Linked DNA regions of Drosophila melanogaster: region 1 is linked to region 2. Evidence: chromatin contacts called from public Hi-C data. All regions are on one chromosome and are shown on one strand. Each heading gives the region's core, a stretch centred on a gene start, on an enhancer-like site or on the middle of the called end of the contact. The rest is flanking DNA. Distances are from core to core; before and after follow the strand shown. Region 1 holds the start of CG14562. Region 2 holds the start of EMC10 (ER membrane protein complex subunit 10).

What was found. A called contact is a pair of places that touch in the nucleus more often than the background predicts.
Region 1: a contact with region 2 is called in a Hi-C map of the Kc167 cell line, with 1.8 times the contacts expected there. The contact joins the promoter of CG14562 here to the promoter of EMC10 in region 2. A contact is called at or near these places in 3 of 107 Hi-C or Micro-C datasets (the Kc167 cell line, the ML-DmBG3-c2 cell line and eye imaginal disc) and 1 of 6 datasets of contacts at active chromatin or transcription factors (the Kc167 cell line).

The regions. Positions count from the first base shown.
Region 1 is chr3L:21,939,911-21,945,998 of dm6, forward strand. CG14562 reads left to right here and starts at 2,311. Exons shown (of 7, transcript NM_001275270.1): 1 at 2,311-2,544; 2 at 3,827-4,148; 3 at 4,207-6,088. The coding sequence starts at 3,836. It overlaps PolH (DNA polymerase eta), which reads right to left and starts at 1,902. Exons shown (of 3, transcript NM_141114.3): 1 at 1,428-1,902; 2 at 877-1,373; 3 at 1-818. The coding sequence starts at 1,859.
Region 2 is chr3L:21,570,675-21,576,761 of dm6, forward strand. EMC10 (ER membrane protein complex subunit 10) reads left to right here and starts at 3,457. Exons shown (of 4, transcript NM_168925.2): 1 at 3,457-3,601; 2 at 4,070-4,237; 3 at 4,553-4,936; 4 at 4,996-5,200. The coding sequence starts at 3,581. The coding sequence ends at 5,067. It overlaps SMC5 (Structural maintenance of chromosomes 5), which reads left to right. Exons shown (of 15, transcript NM_168924.4): 5 at 46-333; 6 at 388-489; 7 at 548-756; 8 at 816-979; 9 at 1,058-1,387; 10 at 1,443-1,660; 11 at 1,717-1,941; 12 at 2,012-2,236; 13 at 2,302-2,459; 14 at 2,516-2,633; 15 at 2,694-2,849. The coding sequence ends at 2,789. mir-193 (mir-193 stem loop) reads left to right here and starts at 3,340; the gene lies at 3,340-3,447. lncRNA:CR43939 (long non-coding RNA:CR43939) reads right to left here. Exons shown (of 3, transcript NR_073966.1): 2 at 5,715-6,087; 3 at 5,359-5,660. It also overlaps hpRNA:CR46340.

The DNA of each region.
Region 1 (6,088 bases), core at 1,061-3,560, 370 kb after region 2:
ATGTAACCGACCCTTGCTGTCCTGTCTTTTTTTGTTGTTTTAGGTACTGTGAAAAAAAGCTTTCCTTGAACTCCGCTGGTGTTGATGTGAGAACAGTTCCTTCAGTCCTTACGGCCGCATGAAGCTTATGTTTGTATTCCTCTACGAAATTCTTGTTTGGAGCACCTGCTGCAGCAGCCAAGGGATTCGCAGAAATGCCGTCTGCTTTCGCATCCTCTTTTTTAGCTCCTTGCAAATAGTTTGCAAAGAAGCTCTTCATCTTAAATTCGTCCGTTTGCTTCTGCTTTTTCTCCATTTCAACTTTAGGCAGTTGCCCTGGCTCATCTCCACTTACCCTTCGTTTCTTGGCAGCCTGGTTAGCAAACATCTCCTGCAGCTTGTTTTGCCCACTAGAGACGGTTTCGAACTTGCCAACACTAATGCCAAGGAACTTGATAGCATTGTTTAAAGCAGACTCGCTACCAGGACGCAGAAACGTTTTAGTGTTTGCCTTGATTAGGTCTAGAGAAAGCCTTACGATGGACTCCTGGTCGTAATCTCTGAGAGCAGTCGAGCGGGAGCTGGCCACCTCCTCGCCGTCAATGTCCTGCACATATTGCACCACCATATGTTTGGCCCTGCGATTGTTCTCGATGAAGTCCTTCTCAAGGCGGTCGTTGATCTCGGAGGAAAGCTCACCAAGCCAATGTTGAAGGGTTTTCAACCCCGTAATGTTATTTCGACCCGGAAACTTTTTACAGCAGCCAATGCTTTTCGAATAGAAGCGGGGAGTCACGGCTTCCAGGTCTATGCCGCGAGAGATGTTAAATAGCCAGGTTCTGGAATAAGAGGAAATAAGTTACTTTGAACGTGGTCTACTCCTCTTAAGGGACCCACCCATTCTTCTCGTCAAACTTGCGCTGCAGATCTACCTCCGAAAACTTGACCACCTGGCCCATGAACTTTATGCCTAATGTCTCACACACCACCTCACCGAATTTGCCACCCAGCCCCTTGATCTTGCCAACAGGCAAGGAGTCGAAGAGGCTGGCGGTCTCCGTCAACGGCAAAATAGTCTGCTTGTTGGGCTTGTTCATTCCAGCTGCCAACTTGGCCAGGATCTTATTGTGCGCTATGCCAGCCGAGCACTCGTAGCCTGTCTCTTTTTTTACAGCCGCGCGGACTTCACCTGCCACAGAGGCTCCAATAAGAAGCCGAATGTCGCTTTGTCGGACGGCGGGAAGGTCGTTTTGGTCGTAGGACATCTGGTAGCGTTCGTCGTCCATGTAGGGATTGGCGAAGCGATTTGTTATCTTGTTGACGTAGTCGCCAATGCTGGGATAGCCCACAGCAAAGGTGTTCACCAGTTCCTGCGGTTGCAATGCAAAGGCTCCCTGCAACGAGGAAAATAATAATAAAACGCTTTAAAATTATGTGCCAGAGCTTACACTCTGCATCTGCTGCATGCGATGGTTAACGGTCTCCGTTATGTCCAAGTACGCCTCATCCACGGAAGCGCGCTCCAGGAGCTGCGTAAATCGCTGCAGCACGTTGGCCACCTCCTTGCCGGCATCGCGGTACTTGCTAGTATCGGCCTTCTCCCGGATATTCGGCACCTGGCAGAGCACGATCTCCGGACACAGGTCCTTCGCCTCGTCGCCGCGCATGTGGCGAGTGACTCCCTTGGCACGAGCGGCGTAGTTCACTGCTATGATGCCGCCACCTCGCCAGGGATTGTACTGGACGACGGCCAGCGGGCGGTTGCGGTATTCCGGATGCTGCTTCTCCTCCACCTGGCAAAAGAAGCAGTCCATGTCCACCAGCAGGACCACGCGGTCGTACTTGTTCTGCATGCTGACATGGCTGCGTGCGCTGGACATGATTTCATTTCGTATTATTGCGCGAATTTCACTGCGCGCCAGGAGTGTGGCCGTGGCGGGGACTTCTTAAAATACCGATGCATTTTTGAATACTGAATACATTAAAGTGTTTCCCATATTTAAATCTGATAAAAGAATTCGGAATAATAATAATAAAAATATGCTCTTTAACACATATCAAAGCAGTTGTGTTATATCTTCGATATAAATCATTTCTTAGTTAGATATTCCTTAAAGTAAAAGTAAAGAATTTTGTTGAAAACATATTTTCGATAGTAGTGGAGCTTTATACTTTTAAAGACTCTCTTATTACTAAGCTATTTAGAAATTCAAAATTAGAGAGTATTAAATAACGTACCCTTGTATCGATGCTTTGTAGTCTAGCGTAGTTTGAAAAATACTTATCTCTACCCAATCCGTACTTCGCATTAGAGCAAAACCTGGTCACACTATATTGGATATTTTATAGTTTGTCGTTTCTCACTCGGAAATAATATAAACAAACGCGAGTAAATATTATGTGCAGTCCGGGGAGTCCTGGGAGTTATATTTACGTGGCATAACTACCACCTAATAATAAGTAACATATATTGTCGGAACATCTACGCCGAAGAAGAATGCATTTCAGAAATCCTTAAACCCTGTCTTCTGTTTTTCTGTATGGAATAATAAAACGAGTTTAAACGTAAGACATTGCCAAAGAGTAAATTATTTGCCAAGTTTCCAGCGGCACCTTCTAACAAAATGCTTAGATATTGATTTTTCCATATAAGCCGCTGCCAAAATGCAACTGAAAACGCACACACATCTCTTAGTGACCCCATTCCCCGCCGTAACACACATTTGCATGTTCTGGCTTCTCCATTTCCCAAGTTCATTTGGGTTAACGCACGGATTACGCGGGAATTATTGATTTGACCGAGCGACCAGAAATAAATCTCAATCCTTGTCTATTTCCGGCTATGCCACTTCCGTGTCCGCCTCCTGGCCGGCTGTTTTGATTGATGCGCCGAGTGGTATGTCCAGCGAATGTCCAATGGCTTAATTGGGCTAACTCACGTATAGCTACTCGGAATCGGGGTTGGGATACCGGGCCCACTTTAATCGCCTCATAGAATGCCGGTGGTGGTGGGCGGCGGAAATCAGGAAGGGCGTGTTTTTGTATACTATCGTGACCTAATTTCCTGTCTGTTTACTCTATGGTCAAAGCGTACAATACAACAACGCAGGACTTCCACCTGAAGTAAAGGTGCAGCACTGACCTATTGGAATACTTGATGCCGCACGACGTTGGGACGGGTTCTTGTTTTACCAAATGTACCACTCTCTCTTTTAAAAAAGGTGTTCAAAAGTTCGATTGCATATCTATGATTCTGAAAGACGGATGGTGAATGAAAAAGGTGTACTGCGAGTGATATTTTTGGATTTTCAATTTAAAATGTATTTATCACAGTTTTATTTGCTTCCCTACTTTTTGTGACTCCAGATAGTATACATACATATATCGTAGATTAACAAAATTTTTACCGATTAAAGATTTAATTTTGATCGCGACTTTATCTACAATCCCGAAATATTCTGCGGCTAACTCTTATTAAATTTAAGTGCTTCACTTTTTAACTGCCCTATCCTAGCCTAGCTTGCCCATATGCGCTAGCCTTAGGCCTCATCGGCACATCCACTCTTCCGATCCCTAACCCCAGTATAAGCGCACAATTATGCTAATGGTTCACATGCCCAAATAAGAACCACTTGAGCCCCGCTAAGCGGTCCGCCAATCCACTGTCACTCGGACTTCTCCCTTTCTCTGTCCCACGCTCAGTCAGAGAACTCCCTGCTCTAGTGGCTGATTCACGGTGAGGCCATCAGTCTGTGTACGTCCGGCGATGAAGTCACTCCACTAAGCTGAGGGCTTAGTTTGTAATTCTAGAGTGCCGTAAAAAAAGAATTCATCGTCTTTTTTGTAGAGAGCCACCATGGTGAAGATCCTGCAGGCCTACAACTTTGCCAGGCAGCAGACGTATGCCCTCAACGGTGACATCCTGGCGGCCAGCCTTATCGGGAACAACCGCATAGCCATCAGCAGTGCTGAACAGTTCATCGAGATCTACGACATAGGTGCCAAGCAGGCTCAATCTGAGGACCACACAAGAACGGCACCAGAGGACGTTGGACAATCCAATGAGACGGCAGGAGAATCCACCACCACCGCTGGTGATGAGAGGACGCCGAGCAGGAGCACGCTGGCCACGGTGGGAGAAGTGGTGCAACTTATTTACTGTGAAGCTGGTGAGTATATATTATGTATATGTATCTGAAAACGCTACTAAAGATGAATCTTCCTCAGGCAAATACCTACTTACTCTTGAAAAGGAACAGGCGGGCAGTCCGGTGCACTCCTCCTCCACCATTAGCTGCACATCAAGCAGCAACAGCAATACAGTCTGCTCTGAGGACGACACGAAGATGTTCGTACGCATCTACGCCAACTTCTGGAAGTTCCCGGACAGCCGGCTAAACGAGCTGCCCATTACCATTCGAATAGCTTCGATGACCACGCCCAAGACACCGTTGGTGGAGAGCATCGATGTGATTGAGCTGCCGTTGCGCAGTCCGCCGGAGCTGGTGCAATGCTGCCAGACATCCGGAAACATCATTGTGAGCAGTCGTGACAGGATTTACCTCTACGAATACACCCAGTGCGTTCATGAGAACACGCAGCCTAGGTTCGCTTTCATCGACTTTCTGCCCTTTAAGTTCTTCGTGCAACTAAACTTCGTCCCTGTGCGTCTGTGTCTAGCCGAGAACGTAATCGCCTGTCTCAGCAATCGCTACTGCGTGGCCTTTAAGGTTGTGGATGCACTTACTAGCAGAGCCAGTGGAGGGCAGGATGTAAGCTGTCTGGATAACGACTACGTTGGCGGAGACGAGCCGCTTTCGGAATCCCTAAGCTTGGGCAGTAAGGCCAGTGCCAGCGGCGCAGGTGGGGGCGTGGTCAGTTCCAGTCACAGCCAGCAGAGCTGCGACAGCGATTCCCTACAATCGACGAGCAGTGCAAAACCACAGGTTGTCATGAATGGTGCCTTGCCTGGACGGTCACCGTTAGACTTTAACGTGGCCAAGCTGGTGAACAATGCGTACGGCAGGGAATTTGAGCCGGAACTGCGATCTCAGTGGGACGAGACTACGGACTACGGAGCAGGAAAGGGTCAGGATGACAACCTAGATATCACCATCAGCCCTCAACGTGCCTCAGACATTAAAATCAAGCTCGTGAACGAGGCCAAGGCAATGAATGTGAGGGGCATATCCGGGAGCAGTCATCTGGATGATGCGTCGGTGCAATATGATGTGCGCAAGCTGTTGCAGATCTGCATGAAGACCTCGGAGAATCAACCGCGCGTTCTGGACATCTTTCGTTGCATGGACCTCAAGGCCATTTACCAAAGGAACAGCCAGGAAGTAGACCAGGAGGACGATGAGTATGACATGGGCAACCAACAGGTGCCCAGTGCTGTGACCACGTTTAAGCACGTAAACCGCCGGACGCTTAAGTCTTCTCAGCACCAGAGGTGCATAGGACACGCCCTCCTCGTGGCCAGCAGTGTGGACGGCTTTCTGTACCAGTTCTCTGCGCAAGGAAAGTGGTACAGTGAGAACGAAAAGCCAGTGGCCAGCTACAGCTTCACGGCACCTGTTATCCAGGTCCATATCAACGACTATGTCGTGTATGCAGTGACCTCCGAGTCCGTCGAAACGCACACCTCACGAATTGGTCACAAGCTCTTTCACAATCGCTTCGAGTACCCTTCTATTGGCGGTTTGTTCCCAGAGGAGTCCGCTCCGGATGTGAGTTCCCCCATCGCCGTCGTGGGTCTGGCAGCGTTTATGCATGTTCAGTTCGTTTGCGTTAACCGAGAGCAGCTAGTGCTTATTACGAATGCAGCTCTAGAGCAGCACAAGCGGCGGAGCATGAGCGAAGTGCCTGGCACTCAAGTCGTAGCTGTCAAGAGAAACATTGCTGCACGCCTATTGGCCGAAGCGAAGGCGAAACACAATAGTCTGCTAAGGAGCAGCAGTGCAGTCCAATCCTCGACGGTGGCCAACGAGTGGACGCTGTACAACCTAGAGGTACCTCGGGTGGAGTGCGTCATAGAGGATCTTGAGGGGATTGCGGAATCCTATCGCAGTGCCAGCAGCTCTAACTTTTTTGATCTCATGGAGGAGGC
Region 2 (6,087 bases), core at 2,207-4,706:
TATCGATCATGTGAATAACTCTTAATCTTACATTCTGTCACATAGCAAAACATTAAAAAATCACGAAGAACGGCCACAGAGTGTGATAACCTAAATCAGTTGGTGGAGAATAAAATTTACGAGCTTGAAACCCTAAATAAGAGCAGGCCTCTGATCGTTTCGGAACTTGAAAGGGCTAAGGAATCGTGCGCAGCTGCCCGCGGGAAAGCAATGGAGCAGTACAGCAGACGGAGACAACTGGAACAAAAACTGAATGATGAAATGATTCCTGAAATTACTGCGTATAAACTTAAAATAGAGCGGTTGAGAAACGTCAAAATGCAAAAGATTGATGTAAGTTCTTACTGAAATAATGAAAACTCAACTTAACGCTACCTTTCATTTTAGGAAATTAGAGCAAAAAATCCGAATTTGGTTGTGGCCATGAACTGGTTGGCGCAAAATAAGCAAAGGTACAAATTGAACGTTTATGACCCAATGATACTTGAGGTGAGCTTTTCAAAATGAAGCCATTACCAATGGCCTAATGTTAAAACCGCTATCATAGCTTACAGTACAAAATCATGAGGACGCAAAGTTTTTGGAAAACGTTGTGGCGCAGCGCGATTTATTTGCATTTGCGTGTGAGGACAAGGGGGATATGTCGGACCTGATCAACGAGTTGTGTGTGAAGCAAAAATTGGGAGTTAACGTTATTTACTGCGCACCATCCGATAGACTCGTGTACAGTCCCAAAACTCCCATCGATGATCTGCGGTATGCACTTGTCAATTGTCCAATACTAGTCCAATACCTAGTTTTAAATACTTTTACAGCTCTTTCGGATTTCGGTCATACCTCGTGGATCTTGTCACGGGACCAATACCACTAATAAACAAGCTGTGCGCTTCCTATTCCATTCATAATATACCAATTGGCACAGAAGCTGTGGGCAATTACACTTCATCCATTCCAAAAGCTATCCGAGTTTATTTCGGCGGTGTGTATATTTTTCTTATTCGGTTTCGCTTCGCAAATGTATAAATTCTGATTTTGAATTCCGTACTGTGCATTTTAGGCAGCAAGAAGTTCGTTGTGACCGCATCCCGCTATCGGTCGGATACTATTCTAACTGAAAGTAGCATTCGAGCGAAGAACCAACTTATTACAGTGGACTCACAACAACTGGCCCTGGTGATGAAACAGTGCTCCGAAGCAGTGAAGGAAAGCGACAGCATTAAAAACGCAATAACCCAGACCGACAATGAATTTGAACGATTGCAAGCTGTTGCAAAGGATGAGCAAGAGAAGAGACGAAAGCTTGACCAAAAAATAGCCCATTTTAATAGCCTGAAAACCGAAATTGAAACGCTCCAAAAGAAGCTGGAAGCCCTGCGCAATAGCGATTGTAAGTATTTCTTAGTGCACTAAATATTCAGCCATTATGAACCGTGTTTTTTCAGCGCTAGACTGTCTTGAAACCAATTTTTGTAACAGTTTGCATAAAGACTTAAAAAAAATATTCGATGCTGATGCGGAATTGTGCTCGTGCTTGAAAGCTATTGACCGACTTATAATTGAAAAGAATATGGCCCAGACAAAGGTATCCATTTATATGCTGCAACATGAGACTCAAATTGAAGCCCTCAAGGAAAGCGAGGAACAGAGTAAAGCAGCAACCGTAAGGAAATCGAAATGCACTTAAGGAATTTATTTATAGGAATGTTTTGCTTGCAGAGAGACTTCCAACAGTTGCTGCAGTGCTTAGAAAATCAAATTAGCGACGTTAACAAACGAAAGAGCGCTATTCAGGGCCTTTGCCACGGAGAAATTCCAACCAGTAGCAAATTTCCTTTTAAGAAGGAATTTAGGGAGCTGGAAAATATAGATTTGCCCGAACTACGAGAGGCAATACATGACTTTCAGGCACGATTGGAGTGCATGAAAAGTGTAAACTCCGAGGTAAAACACTCTTTTAAATTAGTGAACTGAAGCTGATATATCTAATAACTTTCCATATTAAAATATGCAGGCCATCAGCAGCTATCAAGGACTGCAAAATGAAGTCAAGCAACTGGAGGAAGGAATTCAAGAGTCTGTTAACCAAGCAAAGAGCATCGAGTCTGGCATGTCCAATTTATACGACAAATGGGAGCCCAAACTTAATAGCTTGGTAGAAACAATCAGTACCAAGTTCAGCGAATTTATGGAGTCCATTGAATACGTGGGAGAAGTTGTGTTATCCAAAACCGACAAAGTGAGAACTTAAACTGTCCTACATAAAAACTTTACTTCAAATGTATTTCACTTTATTAATTCTAGTATGACTTTGACTCATATGGTATTCAGATAATGGTCCAGTTCAGGAGAGGTCTCCAGCTGCAGCCGCTGGACAAGTTTATTCAATCTGGTGGCGAACGCGCAGTGTCCATCGCCATATACTCATTGTCCTTGCAACATGTCACCCACGTGCCATTCAGGTGATTGCGGAACCCAGCTGCAAACTGACGCCCGATTTATAGTTCTCCATTTCTAGGTGTGTCGATGAAATAAATCAAGGCATGGACGCTACAAATGAACGTCACATATTCGACTTGCTCCTCAAAGAAGCCACCAAGCACGGCTCGGCTCAGTATTTATTTGTAACACCTAAGGTAAATATAAATGCTTATTCATTTAAATATTTAGTTAACTGTTTTAAATCTTCTTTGTAGTTGCTTCGAGACCTGAACTACAACGAACATCTCTGTGTTTCCATTGTTCACAACTCAAAAACTGTTTGCCATGGCATGCAATTCCCGATGGCTTAGACACTTTGGGTCATCCAGATTTACTATATGTATTTTTTTATATTAAACACTACAAAACATATCTATTGCATTTTGTCGAATGACCAGCCTTGTGGGGACTCCTTTTCGAACTGTTGGCCTACTCGGAATAAAATCTGTAAGCCGGTAAACAAGTCCAAAGGCAATGATGCCTGACGATTTGTTTTATCAGATTTCAATTTGTCCTCGATTTAAAACCCTACAACAGCACCTATATCTTATTTCATATGTGAAATGATTTTAACACTACAATGCGAATACTTTTAAGTAAAGAGATGCCTTTGTACATATGTTTTTTAAGTAATTGGATAAACTATTTTGGGATGTTAAAAAATATATTTATATTTATATATATATTTATATATATTTAGATATGCAATTTAATGCAAATCATTTCTTTACAGGGTTAATATTAAGCAAAGTATGTCAAAAGTATGATCCCTCGACGCAAACTATAAAAGTTCAGGTTAACTTCAGATAGATGGTTAGTTTTTTATCAGCTCCAAAGAAGTCGGGTTTTGATCGCAATCCGTGTGTGCCCTTATTATGGTTGGGATTTTTTAGATCAGCAGTTATTGCTATATAGCCATATTTATAAATCTTCTACTGGCCTACTAAGTCCCAACATAATGAGAGTAAAAACCACAGGTTCGACGTTCATGTGAAGATTAGAAAAATACAGACAAATATATTTCATAGTTCAAAAAAAGTTTTTAATGTCTATTTTAACAACTTTTGAGTACTCCAGATAGAGAAGCGCACAGATATTTAATATGATTGCAACGAACAGAATGGTGAGTTTCATAAAAGGGGTGTGTACAAGTTTTGAATACTGCCTTTGAAATCGCAGAATTGCAAAATTGCATTTTGGTCCCAAGAAAGAAAAGTTCAATTGGAAAATATGTTTTTGGCTAGTATTTTTGCTACTCATATAAATTGTAGTGGTAATCCCTAAAGTTCGATTCCGGACAGAGGGTATCAGTTCAGCCGCTTGTTGAGAGAAAACGGAATACCCCAACTTACTCGCAGTATATTTTGGTATTTTTCTAGGAGCTTAGGTTGTTTTTGCAATGAGCGGTCACTCTATTGGCAACCCTCAGACGATTGAAAAATTAAAATTAAAATTGAGCGTTTGGCAGGGAAATATGTATTCAAAGGCGGGATTTGTTCTAATTTTCGTGCTGGGTCTAGTGTCCAGCAGCTGGGTAAGTGTTAATCCCCTACGTACTGCACATAACGTGTCTAAACCAACGTTCTCTCAGGGATTCCTGGAGCATGACAGCTGGATTACAGTGGAGCTCCAGCACTCGCTGGCTGCAAACTCGGAAAGTTTCTCCTTCCGCGGGAATGTGACGATTCCCAGTCTCAACTCTGGTCTGGCCAATGTGGAGCAACCAGATCTGAGCACTGCCGATCTGGACTTGCTGAAGGTAACAGTGGTTCGGGCACATGGGCACGCCGGTAGGAAAATGTTCACCATTTTTCACCATCCAAGAGTGGTGTACTTAGTGCATCTTATGGAGTGGTTACAGGCGAATGAGGTGGCTAGATATTCGCTGAGTATTGAATATACTGCAGCATTAACCATTGTATTCTATAAGTGTAGAAATGCATTCAATTATATAGCCTGTTTGTTTCCATTTAGTTTTTAAAAAGATGCCTTGTCAGTTAAGTTTAAGCCTTCCTGTTGAACGTAATCTTAAAATAAGTATGCACTTAGTAATAACCCCTTTAACCTTTTTTAGAAACTGGCCCTTGGAAACGAGTTCTACCGTTTGAAGGCCACGGTGGTGTATTCAAATGGAGCTAAGGCGCAGTTCATCACTTCCAACAAGGCCTGTCGCCTGCTGCAAGCCCAATTGAATGACGTGCTTTGGGTGTCGCTCGAACCCTCCGGATACGTAACCGGCATCACTGTGTCCCAGGACACGGCCCCGGCCACTATAGAGTGCACCCAGGAAGACGTGAATAAGCTACTGGAAACGCAATTCAGCACCGATGTCCTCATCCGCCACGCTGAACTGGCCCCCGTGCCCGATACTGCTGGCTTTATTCAGAAGGTGGAGCGGGAGCGCGAGGCCAGGGAGCGCGGGGAGGTTCGGGATAACCGCGGCTTCTTTGCCAAATACGTAAGTACAAATACTTTGGCCTGAAATCCTTTATTACAAATTCACTTTTTTATTTTTAGTGGATGTACATCGTTCCGGTAGTTCTGTTGGTCTTCATTTCGGGAGCCACCAACCAGGACGGTGCAAAATAGGTTAACTGAGTGATGTGGTGTAATCTTTTGTTTGTTAGCTTTTTCTAATCACAATTCCTAGACAACTTTGGTTTTAGCGATTAAAGATTGAGTAAAATAAAAATGATTGAGACATTTTAAATTAAATATACACAGAAATAATGCTTTTGAGCTCCCAGAGGATTTCTTAAGAGTTGGCATAGGGTTTTGAGACCTCATATAAATATTTGTAATAGGATTTGCACCTGATTTTCGGTTCACATTGTTTTCGGAAATGGTGTGCAGTTTATTTTATTTATTTTATTATATTTTATTAATTGAATGCCTGCAAACAGCCGAGTTTTATTTGGTATGCTTATATTGTACTTTCAATTTGATAATTGAACGTTTGGAATTTTGCCGATATATTTTTCCTGGTTTTCGGATATTTCTGTTCCGTCCACACCGTGTAATCAAAATTTGAAATCACTTCAAATCTCTTCTTATATTAAGGTGTCAATTATTTTGAGTTTGTGTATTTCTCAATTTAAGACTGTTTCATGGCAAGCAAGCCATATTTTAGATGGTTTGGATGTATATCAGCCATGTGATTTGAACGTCCTGATCATTAAACCCTGCAAATAAGTTTCGGTTAAATTTGTGATCAAGGTAAGCAAATGTATACAAACCGTATTTCTGGATTTATATAGTTTTGTTTCTGGCAGACAATTCCCAGCTTATTCGACGCACTTCGTTGCTCTTACATATCAAGAAATGTTGCTCATATATTCAAAATCGAATGAGCTTCACATTTCAAAAATCAACACCTGGCAGAGAAAGATTTTCGAACTGCAAGAAATGCATTTGTAAAATGAATTTCAAGGGGCTCGAACAAATTATTCCGCGTCTGCTGCTCTTCTTAATGTGAAACTCCTTCGAGTTTGGGTATATGAACAACATTATAGGAAAGTAAAGCTGATCACGTTTGGGGCATCCTTGTTTGAATTTCTGAAGATTTTAGGGATCCTGGTCCAGATTAAGGTCAATTTTGTGGTTTTAAAT